2 separate regions of the Mus musculus genome follow, and region 2 is linked to region 1. Evidence: chromatin contacts called from public Hi-C data. All regions are on one chromosome and are shown on one strand. Each heading gives the region's core, a stretch centred on a gene start, on an enhancer-like site or on the middle of the called end of the contact. The rest is flanking DNA. Distances are from core to core; before and after follow the strand shown.

What was found. Hi-C and Micro-C count contacts between places; a contact is called where the count stands out from the background.
Region 2: a Hi-C map of erythroid progenitors shows a contact between it and region 1, with 5 times the contacts expected there. The contact joins the promoter of Dach1 here to the enhancer-like site in region 1. A contact is called at or near these places in 3 of 39 promoter capture datasets (the HPC-7 cell line and hippocampal neurons), 2 of 484 Hi-C or Micro-C datasets (the AML12 cell line and erythroid progenitors) and 5 of 115 datasets of contacts at active chromatin or transcription factors (embryonic forebrain, embryonic hindbrain, embryonic limb bud and 2 more).

What each region holds. Positions count from the first base shown.
Region 1 is chr14:96,987,240-96,992,546 of GRCm38.p6, reverse strand. No RefSeq gene overlaps it. Among named protein-coding and RNA genes, the nearest start is that of Gm33525, 63 kb to the left of the region's middle. Within about 2 kb of position 1,821, at least 18 of the 459 cell types and tissues checked have an H3K27ac peak or open chromatin away from gene starts, as enhancers often do. A contact at or near this core is called in the HPC-7 cell line and erythroid progenitors, where this site is marked.
Region 2 is chr14:98,168,136-98,173,900 of GRCm38.p6, reverse strand. It overlaps Dach1 (dachshund family transcription factor 1), which reads left to right and starts at 4,136. Exons shown (of 12, transcript NM_007826.3): 1 at 4,136-5,418. The coding sequence starts at 4,592. It overlaps Gm33583 (a long non-coding RNA gene), which reads right to left and starts at 3,997. Exons shown (of 2, transcript XR_003951195.1): 1 at 3,935-3,997.

The DNA.
Region 1 (5,307 bases), core at 572-3,071:
ATTCTAAAGTTATCATAAGAAAGTTGATCAGGAACCTTACTTCTATTGAAAAGAATGTATTAAAAACACACTAAGAATTCCTCCTCATTATCATAAACATTAAGGAAAGACCTGTCATTAGCCTTCCATAAAATGGGTTATTTGTTTTTCAGTAGAAATGCATATTGGGATAAAGCACAGCTCTTATGACACGGACTAGAGAATTCTCCAGAAGAGTGATGCACTTGTTGCTAAGACAACCCACGAAACATTCAGATTTATGGAACATTAGACCAATAACCCTAAGGTCCTAACTCTGCAGTGGGGTAAGTAAATTTAAATGCTTCAAGTTTCATGGATTGCTTATAGCTTGCCTTGATCTTAAGGAAACTAATGAGAAGAAATAACACAAACATTGTCGTTTGGAAAATTTTACTCATGTATTTTTAATTTTATCTCTTGAGGAAACTTTTAAAAGTTTATCTAATTAGCAAAGTCCAAATAAAATTGTCAAAGAAATCTAAATCAGTTCAAGGCGAGGAAACAGAGGAGAAGAGTATTTGAACTCTACTCTGCACTCACAGACTCAAACACTAGCCTAAATAAGATCCATTATTTTAAGAGTCACTAAAAAGAACGATAAGAAAAAAAATGGGAACAATATTTATTCACATAGGTTACAAAACTAAATAGATGTCCATAAATAAGCTCTCGTTCCCATGATGCCAGTATAGCACACTTTACTTGGTTGACTTTAGCATTAAGAAAACTTAAAGAAGGTAATTAAAGTTCAATATTGATTTTCTAATATTAATTATCATTTCTTCAAATGTTTGTTTTAAAAACAGTTTTGCTCTACATTGTAATAAATGATTTTAGTGATGAAAGTTGCCTTCAAAAGTGTGATGGAAAAGAATTTGTGTAGGGTACTGTACAAATTGAGATACTGTGAGAATGTTGACAACGAGTATCTTCAAACTTCATCTATACATATATTGCAAATTATTTTTATCAAAATTAACCTGATTTCAACTGTTACTCAAATTTGAAATTCTGCTGCTTGTTTTAAATTTTTATCGATAATTGATAAGTTGATTTGAAATAATTTTAAATGGTATTAGCATTAAGATACTTTCTCTACAAAGTGTTGGGAAATACAGATTTTCTGAAATATAAGGGGTTTTGTGACGACAATGATATAAGTTATGTATGAATATAGTTAATCAATGAAAACAAAATATATTAAAGTATCAACAATAATGCAGTGATTTAACTGCTTTCATGGATGTTAAGTCAATAAACTTCTGAAGAATCATATATATTTAACCAAAAAAATAGATTTCTTGCATGTAAATGACCACATTTTAAACAAAAGTTATCTCCCAGACTTTTTAATCTTTGCTACATTTTACATATTGTACTTTCAAATTCATATCTCTGTGTTGACATATTTCAAATAAAGAAAGGGACTGTTGTTATTCTTTCTATGCTGTTTTCATTCAATTAACTCTACCATTTTATTTTTTTCTAAGCAAACAAGATGGCAGTTTACTCAGAGTAAGCCCGTAATAACATATATCGGCTAGAGTTGAACAAACACCTTTGCTCATGCAACGCCTTTTAAAATCAAACAGCTTTTAATAAAAGCAAACACACACGTAAATAGTGTTTCCCTTTGGAATTTGACTGTTAACAGAAAAATGATAAAAACATAAAAATGGTTTAAATTTGTACGGAAGTTAAATAGTTCAGGAAATGTTTTATTAACTGATAGCACGGGAGCAGGGTTTTGTTCTTTGCATGATACAGCAATGAAAGACTGAAACGTGTGCTATGTGGCTTTTGTCAAAGTTCTTCCTAACTGTATGAGCGTTTCACAAGGTTGTTGAAAACCACATTCTTATCAAGCACTCACAAAAGTAAAATTCTGTTTCAATATCTATTTTTTCTTAGATACATGCAGAATTTGAAAGGAGAACAAAAAAGTTCATATAGTTTTAAAATGGGAAAGTGGTTTGTACTTCTAGTAAATTATAACAGACATTCAGAGGAAGTAAAATTGAAACCAGAAATAGATACTTTTACTCTTTTGATATTAGTGTTTGATAACTTGATATATGTATATATATATATATATATAATGTTTTGATAGCAATATAAAATATAAACAAATAGCTATCATCTCCAAGTTAATATCACACAAGAGTATGTTTTCATCATTTAGATACAATTTATGATACATAATCAAATTTCTAAGAAAAATCAAATTTGAAGTGTTTGGAATTGCACATCTAAACTGACTTTGCTAATTTTATGAACTTCCAGTTTTGTATTAGTTAATGCAAATTGAACACAGACTTAGCATACAGGCCATTTGACCTGATATAGGTGATAAGATTGAAGAAGACTGGGATGGTGTGCTGTTTCACTGGGACACAGGATTTTTTTCCTGTACTAGCTGTGTAGAAAGTTAGTTTTTTTTTTTTCACAAATCTACCTTTCTCTCTGTAACTTGGGAATTTTAACTGTAGACTTGGTTTGTTTTTCATATCTTATAGAACTTTATGTTTGGACATGAATGACATTTAATATTAAATCATATTAAATATTTCTGAAACAAATATTCCCTGGTTATCGAATAGCATTACCTGGTTCTATTGGTGTAAAAAAACTTGATATATTTATTTTTTATAATATGTAATCAGATGAGAAAATATATTTATAATATATGCTATGACAAGTCTGCTTCTGATTTTTAGATTCTAAAATATCACATGTAAAATGTAAATTAATATAGTTTTGTCAGCATGGTATCATTTAGCAGGAAGAATCATTAATAATCCTTAAAAGTAAAGTGTGTAATTTAGTGTGATGTCAGGATACACAGTGAGAGGGAAATATATTTAACACAAAATAGAATACAAAATTGCAAGCTTACAATATTAAACAGTTCACAAAATTAGTTCTTGGATATGACATTATACACCATCAGGAAAAGGTAATAACATAATTAAGGGTGTTTGACATAATGTTGCCTGTGTACATGCAGCATACCACACACACTGACATGAGAATTGTCATTTAACAACGGGAACAACATGTTTAAACTCTATTTGAGTGGTACATTGAAAGAAAATTTAAGGTTTTCACATTGATTTCTTTAAGAAAAAAACTATTTCTGAAATTTCTGAAACACAGATGGGCATTTTTACCACACTGCCTGCCCTCATTTCTCTCTAGAAAAAAAAAGACTCGATTAAACCTATGCACTATGTTCTGGATCTCCAAGCTACAATTTATCTCATGTGCACATCTATGGCTATCCTGTTTGCATATCACTTTCTGCCTTTCTGACTTAAGGCATTAGTTTATAGATACTGGGACATTTTATAATTCATTGACCTATAAATATCCGCATTATTGACAGTTACAATGAAATAATGTATGCCTATGAGAAGTCATAAAATTCCTTTCTACTGTTTAAATCGGTTGAGTAATATGGTTCTTGTCTTTGAATGTATATGGTGATGGCGGAAGTTATAACAATCATTTACCTGAAGAGAACTGTTTCTGCATAGTTTATGCAAATTTTACTACTGGATTTCCTACTCAATACATTTCAAGTAATATATTGTGCATTTGGTATTGGTTAGTCTAAGCAAGCATATTGATGTGTCATAGGCCTATAAAATAGTGGCACAAATGAAGGTGTTTTGAGGCAAAAGGCACAAAAAGATCATTTAAATTTTTTTTGCTAACTAGTTTTATTATTTTTCTTGTAGTTATTTAAATATTAAAGCAAAAGATATAGATAATTTTATAAATTTTGATATTCTTTTACAAATATTAAAGAATGTAATATATGAATACATGACTAAGAATGGTAGAAGGTATGCTAATATAGGGTAAAAATATTACATTCAAATAGGTTGAAATCATATAAATATAAAAATATACTATAATGTTCTTTACATTTTATTATACAATATTTATTAGATAACATGTACTAGACCTTAATATAAGACAGACATTCTTCTATGTCCTGAGGACATGCATGTTAGACAAAATGACAATAACCTAAGTCTTCATAGAGCTCATATTCAATAATAAATTGCTATCAAAATTTAGTTCATTATTATGGTAGGCTATTAAATGTGATACTTTGTTATATATTATATATAATATAAATGTTATAAATTAGGTAGATAAATTAAATTTTATCTTTAAGATGACATGAAAATATACTAACTGTTACCTAATTTTCATGAGCACTTTTGCAAACCCATTATGTATATATGTATACAGCCTATATTCTCATTGGAAAAGGACTAGTCTAAAGCTATTAAAATATGTAATCATGGAATTATAAAGTTTATATTTACCAAAAATTAGTAAAGAAACAGAAGTAGTAATTTAAAATTTTGTTCTGTTTTTTAAAATGTTGTCAATCTAGTTTATTTTTCACCCGAATTATCTCCGTAGATGCCTGGGAGTGAAGAAGACATAATTTAAAATCTCAGTGATACCTAGCTGACTTTTCTTATAGACAGTGTTATTTGTTTAACAATTCTCTTTTCTTCCTTATTGACATCCAGAATCTAGGAAAGGGGATAGCATTTGAAATGTAAATGAAGAAAATATTTAATAAAAAAGAAAAAAAGGTAAAAACCTAAAATAAAAATATCAACAATAGCAAAACATTTATTAATTTTACATAAGACTCCCAAAATGAAACTTTTGTTAAGACTTATAATCTTTCCAAGTACTCATTTATTAATGAGTGTTATATTTATATATAAATAACATTTAATTTTAATTTTTATTAAAAAACTCTAAGGGCATTTTACTTTTATTTTAATCCTAATTTGGATTAGAGGTGTAAGATGTAGATGAATTTAGCAATATGCTCAATGTTTCTCAGAAATTGGGAGTATTGATTGAGTCATGAGAGTTTATTACAAATACCACTTTTAACACTATAATATGTGGTCTGTTTTGGAATTTGTTTCTATCATCTGTGAATGGTATACATTATCTACAATTATAACTTCTATGCTAAAGCTGAATACAAACAGAACAGACAACTATCATTCACTCAAGCTATCAAAGATTTGGACATTTTCCTGAAATACCCAGTCTGAAGGACTTTTTAGACTTGGGTTTGCTACAAAAACTACATGAGACTGATGTGATAAAAACAGGATCAAATAATAATGTAATAAGTAACAGTTTTTAAACACAAATTTAGAGACTGTATTTCACTTGATAGATACTTACATTTCGTGCTGTGATTTCAGAGCATGAGGAGTCTAAGACCTGTACTCAAGG
Region 2 (5,765 bases), core at 2,887-5,386, 1.2 Mb before region 1:
TTCATTTAATTTTCCAATACATTTTGAAAGATTGAAATGCTTGTGATCAACATTTGATCCACTTGCATTATTTAAAAAAAAATCTGAAAGTAATTTCAGATTCCAAAAAAACCTTGCTTTCAATTAGGGTAAACATAATTAGAGTGACGTCGTGCTCTGAATGGTAAATCTGCCTTTGAATCTATTAAGCATGTTTTTTCCTTGTCCTGTCAGTGTAAGGAATTTAGTATAGATCTATAGCATACAGTTGTAATTTCTAACATATATGCTCCTAGTGGAGTTTGTAGAAAATTAAAGAATAAAATTATAATGAAGCTTTAGTGTATCTCTTTTCATATATGCCTAAATTGCTCCTGTTTCATTTAGAAATACCATAAAAAAACAACATACTCAAAAGCTTTCAGAACATTGTGAGATATTAAAAGAATGTATTCATATACACATTGCACTGTTACTCTATGTTTTCTTATGTTGCTAAAAAGAATTAAGTTTTTTTTTATTTTTATTTTTTTAAAGAAAAACACTATACCAGTTGCTATATTGAAACTCTGAGGAATGAAGACCTGACTTATCTTAGATCTGTCAATATTTGTATCTTTCTTACAATCTTCTTCTTTGCAGTCATTTACCAGAATTATAATGCAGCATGAATAAACCTAAAAAATGACTATTGATTACAGAGAAAGCTTTGTGAAATCATTTAGTCAGTTTCCCCACTTGAGAAATCACTGAATGCAACATGCCAATAGATAAGAACGGACGAGATGTAGTACAGTTCTGTGCCTCCCTGAGTTATTAAAAGGGTCAAAAACAAATCCCCACAGAATGCATCTTTTTATACTCAAATAAAATGATACTTACCAAATCCCAACTACAAATCCATCTTTTTACACATTTATTCTTCCCCTTTGAAACCACAGGTTGTGGAAGCATGTTTTTATGTGTCCCCATTTGCCACTGAGCCTTTTAACCAAATAGGATGCTCTCATCGCCCACTAAAGTGCCTGCTACCATTCAGGTAATCACCAGGTCTTTAGCTGCAACAGCTACTTTGTATTTTCTCACTGTCTCCTGCAAAGCTTGCAGCTCTTCTCCAAACTGCATTTTATACTGAGCTGAAGTCTGTATCCTGTGCCGATTTTTGTTAAGTAATAAATGATGAGACCATTCTTTTTATGAGTTCCCATTCTAATCGGGCTCCTCAAATGGGGAGAGGAGGGGGAGGGGAGGGGAGGGGCCAGAAGAGGGCAGAAGGAGGGAAGAAAATACCTTCCCTGAACTGTACAAGCTAAGCTTCAAACGATATCCTAAGAAAGAAATTAAAGACTTCTTAATTAGTGCAGCAATTAAGCTTTCTTGGTAGCATTTTAATCAGCATAGGCCCTATCAAAGGACAAACAGAACGATTTGCAGGTCTTTGAATTTTAAACAGTCTTATTGATTTCAGCACAATACGTCTCCACAAAACATAGGGAGAATTTTCTAATATCAGTTACAGTACTTTGAGTTTTGCTTATTCAAATTGAATGAAGGTTAGGAAAGAGTAGATGGATGGAGAGCATCTTAAAAACCAAGACCTGTAAAACAATAAACAGGACAAAAGCTTTCCATGCGAAAGATTCAATGGGGAATTTGAAATCTTTCTTAAGTTGATCTATGTGCTGTGTTAAACACGGTTTGACTTCTTCATCGCAGGAAAGAATTTCTCCAAGAATAGGAAAGAAAGAGATAAAAGCAGTATGCTTTTCCAGGCGTTCTCTTTCCGGTACATTTTATTTTGCAACCTTTGACTTTACAAACCCTATTGTTTGGAAGGAACAAGTGGTGGTTCCTTCAAAAGGTTCAGAAACCTGAGGTGGGGGGAGGGGAGGAGTCACATATAGGTACAGGGGCTTTGCTTCTAAGTGAAGCCCGTGCATGGAGCCCTTGTTTCCCTGCAGAACATTTGAAGTTGGCTGGAAGCAGGGTGGAATTATAGCTATGCATCACTGCTTCTCTTCCTGTTTGTTGCTTCTTCAGAGTGTGGCAGATTTTGGATGAGTGATAGTTTAAGGAAACATAAGAATGAGAATGGTAAGGTCAGGCTTTGCCCACTTATAACTGGCCGTTTCTATTTGTGGTACCAATAATTGAAACATTCCATAATTTACCATTTAAAAAGCACACTAGATTTTATTGAAGTTAGGAATGGCATTCACAAATAAATTAGTTTTTTTTTCTTTTAGAGTTTAGCACTTTCCACAGTGTTGTATTTCACAAATGCAGCAATTTGACATTTTAAAAATTGGCAATATTTCTAAAATATATTTTGATATTTGTGGTATATACTGAATCTATGCTTTTAGTTAAGAATAGGTTTGATGATTCAAAAATTATTAAACCTCACCTCATTATAACACACTGGGGCAAACAGCTGTGAAAGCTTCATCTATCTTTGTAGAAGTTTATATACTTTTATTCAATTTTTAAAAAATTCTTACACTGTAAGAAAGCCTTCCAATGCAAGTATTGTGCCTCAAAGTTTAGCATAAAAGAGTAATAAGACAATAGTGTCATATTTCACTTTAACGGATTCCTATATACTTAGACAATAAACTTCAGAGTTCAGTGGATTTAAAAAGATAAAGACAAAAGTGATAATTTCAATACCTAAATGGCAAAAATAACATCCTAACATTTCTCAAATCAACAAGCCTGTTATAATAGTTTATTTCTTAAATCTGTCATATGCTGCCTCCTCACATCTTATGAAATCTTTAGACATGTGTAGACAGGTTCAATGCCTAACTACTCCAGATTCCTAGAGATATAAGCAACAAACACACAGGACCTATGCTCAAATTCTATGCTGGTCAAACATCCCGGAAAAAACATCGCTGTGCAACAAGTTAGAGAAGACAGGAGGAGAAAATGAGTGTCTTACTCCCCTCATGCAGCCCCAAACCACTATTCCCTTCTGCCTTCTGTGTTTACAAGTCAACCAGGAGGCTTAGTTTCTATTTCATTCTTTACAAACACATTCTCACTGAGAAAGCAAAAACGAAGTTCCCAAAACATAGCAGGACTTTCCAAATATGAAAGGAACCCAATAATTATTGTGTGACTTAAATAACACACTTTCGACTCTCCTCGGGTACTGAAGGAGAAATGAGAGTTGATTACTGTGCAAGACCAGGTGAATTAATTAGAGTTTTGGGTAAGAAACATCAGTGTGTTTTTGTATTCTACTTTCTAATCTTCAAGGACAGCTGATCTCTTTAGAAATTTCTAGATAAAGAAGTCATCCCTGACCAATCTCTGGAGGTGAAAGGGAAGTTGTTTTAATCCACTGTATCCCTGTCTACTAGGATCAGGAGCACCCATTATTCTTAAGTGACTTTCTTCCCGCAGCTTGAAAACTCTTCTTTATCTTTATATAAACATTTTTGATATAGAAAAAAAACCCGTCAGATACACAAAATAGTCCACACTGCTTACATGTGAATTTTCCTATAATAATAATAATAATAATAATAATAATAATAATAATAATAATAATAATAATAATAATTGCCCAACAGTCATGAGCTGGGGATGTTTCCTTTTGTAACTGCTTGCACAAATGCCCCGCGCGCGCGTGTGTGTGTGTGTGTGTGTGTGTGTGTGTGAACCTAAATCCTTGAAGGTGAGCTGGCAGCGGCACCGCCGCTCTTTCAGTCATGAGGCGTTTGCTCAGAACCTTTTTGGGGTGGGTGGGTGGGTGGGAGCTAAGAGTCTTCTCCTTCAAAGCCACAGAGGAGGTGGCAGGGGATGTAACGGTAGCAGCGCGAGAGAAGTAGATGACCAGCTTTCTCTCCCTCTCTCTGAGCACCACTCTTGGGCCCCGGCTTTTCTAGGGCTTTCCTCCCACCCTTTTCCTCCGTACCCTCCCCCCCCACTCCCGTTTTCTACCCACCCCCTTTCCTCGGTCTCGCGCTCTTGGAGTCTGTGCTCCGAGTTCCTGGTTGGATAATTTGGGTTAATACTAGTGAGTGAGGTTTTCGCGGCTTCAAAGGGTATTTCAAGTATCCGGAGCTCCTCCCCTCCGCACCGTGTGACAACAACAACTCGTCCAGCCGGCAGCCTGCACTTTCAGCTCATTTTCTCTCTGTCATTCCCCTCTCAATCTTTGATCAATGTACTTGCCAGGGAGAACCCAAGTCCCTCAACCCTCCTCCTTTTCACCTTCATCCTTAACTTTGTGCTAGAGCGGGACCCACACACCACCAGCCGACCCTCCCCGCCCCACCCCCGCCTCTCCCCCCCCAAGAGCAGCCCGCGATCCCAGCCCCGAGAGAGGACTCGCATTTCGACTTGCGGGACACTTTTGTGCGTTTCTCTCTCGAGCGCCTCTCGCGCTCGCCCCTCCTGCGCTCGCTCTTTCTTAACCTCACCTCCTTTTTCTCCTCTTCTCTCCCTCTCTCCAACTAAGGTTCCTTCCTAGAGTGCTTGTTGTCTCTGCCCCCCCCCCCACCTCGATCCTTGTCCCCCTTTCTCCCCCTTCCCCTTTGGGGGGTGTGTGGCAACTTTTCCCCCTCGCTTCTCCTCCTTCTGTTTCCCCTTATATGTGACCATGGCAGTGCCGGCGGCTTTGATCCCTCCGACCCAGCTGGTCCCCCCTCAACCCCCGATCTCTACTTCTGCTTCCTCCTCGGGCACCACCACCTCCACCTCCTCGGCGACCTCGTCTCCGGCTCCATCCATCGGACCCCCGGCGTCGTCTGGGCCAACTCTGTTCCGGCCGGAGCCCATTGCCTCTTCTGCTTCTTCTTCAGCCGCGGCCACAGTCACCTCTCCTGGTGGCGGCGGCGGCGGCAGCGGAGGCGGCGGTGGCAGCGGCGGCAACGGAGGCGGCGGCGGGAGCAACTGCAACCCCAGCCTGGCGGCCGGGAGCAGCGGCGGCGGCGTTAGCGCTGGCGGCGGCGGCGCCTCCAGCACCCCCATCACCGCGAGCACCGGCAGCAGCAGCAGTAGCAGCAGCAGCAGCAGCAGTAGCAGCAGCAGCAGCAGTAGCAGCAGCAGCAGCAGTAGCAGCAGCAGCTGCGGCCCCCTCCCTGGGAAACCCGTGTACTCAACCCCGTCCCCAGTGGAAAACACCCCCCAGAATAATGAGTGCAAAATGGTGGATCTGAGAGGGGCCAAAGTGGCTTCCTTTACGGTGGAGGGCTGCGAGCTGATCTGCCTGCCCCAGGCTTTCGACCTGTTCCTGAAGCACTTGGTGGGGGGCTTGCACACCGTCTACACCAAGCTGAAGCGGTTGGAGATCACGCCGGTGGTGTGCAATGTGGAACAGGTTCGCATCCTGAGGGGACTGGGGGCCATCCAGCCCGGAGTGAACCGCTGCAAACTCATCTCCAGGAAGGACTTCGAGACCCTCTACAATGACTGCACCAACGCCAGGTAAAGAGCGGAGGGGAAACCTTCTGTCGCCCTGGTCCTTTCCCACCCTCCTCCTCGCCCTTCCCCTGCTCCCTTCCCGGCGCCGCCCGCTCAGCGCGTCCGCGAGCTGCGCGCCCTGGCGAGCACGGCCCTCTCCTGTCGGTCCCCGGGGCTAGTCTCCTTCGCCCGACCTCCTGGGCAAGTTCGCACTGCTCGCGGCCTGATCCGTGCCGGCCGGGTGTTCCTGATGCTTCCTAGGGCATTCGGGCTAGGCTGCCGCTGAGCTTGGGATGCAGAGTGGGGAACCAGAGGAAGGTGCCTTCCCAGGAGTCACAGCCCCTTCCCGGGCGCGCTGGTGACCTGCACCC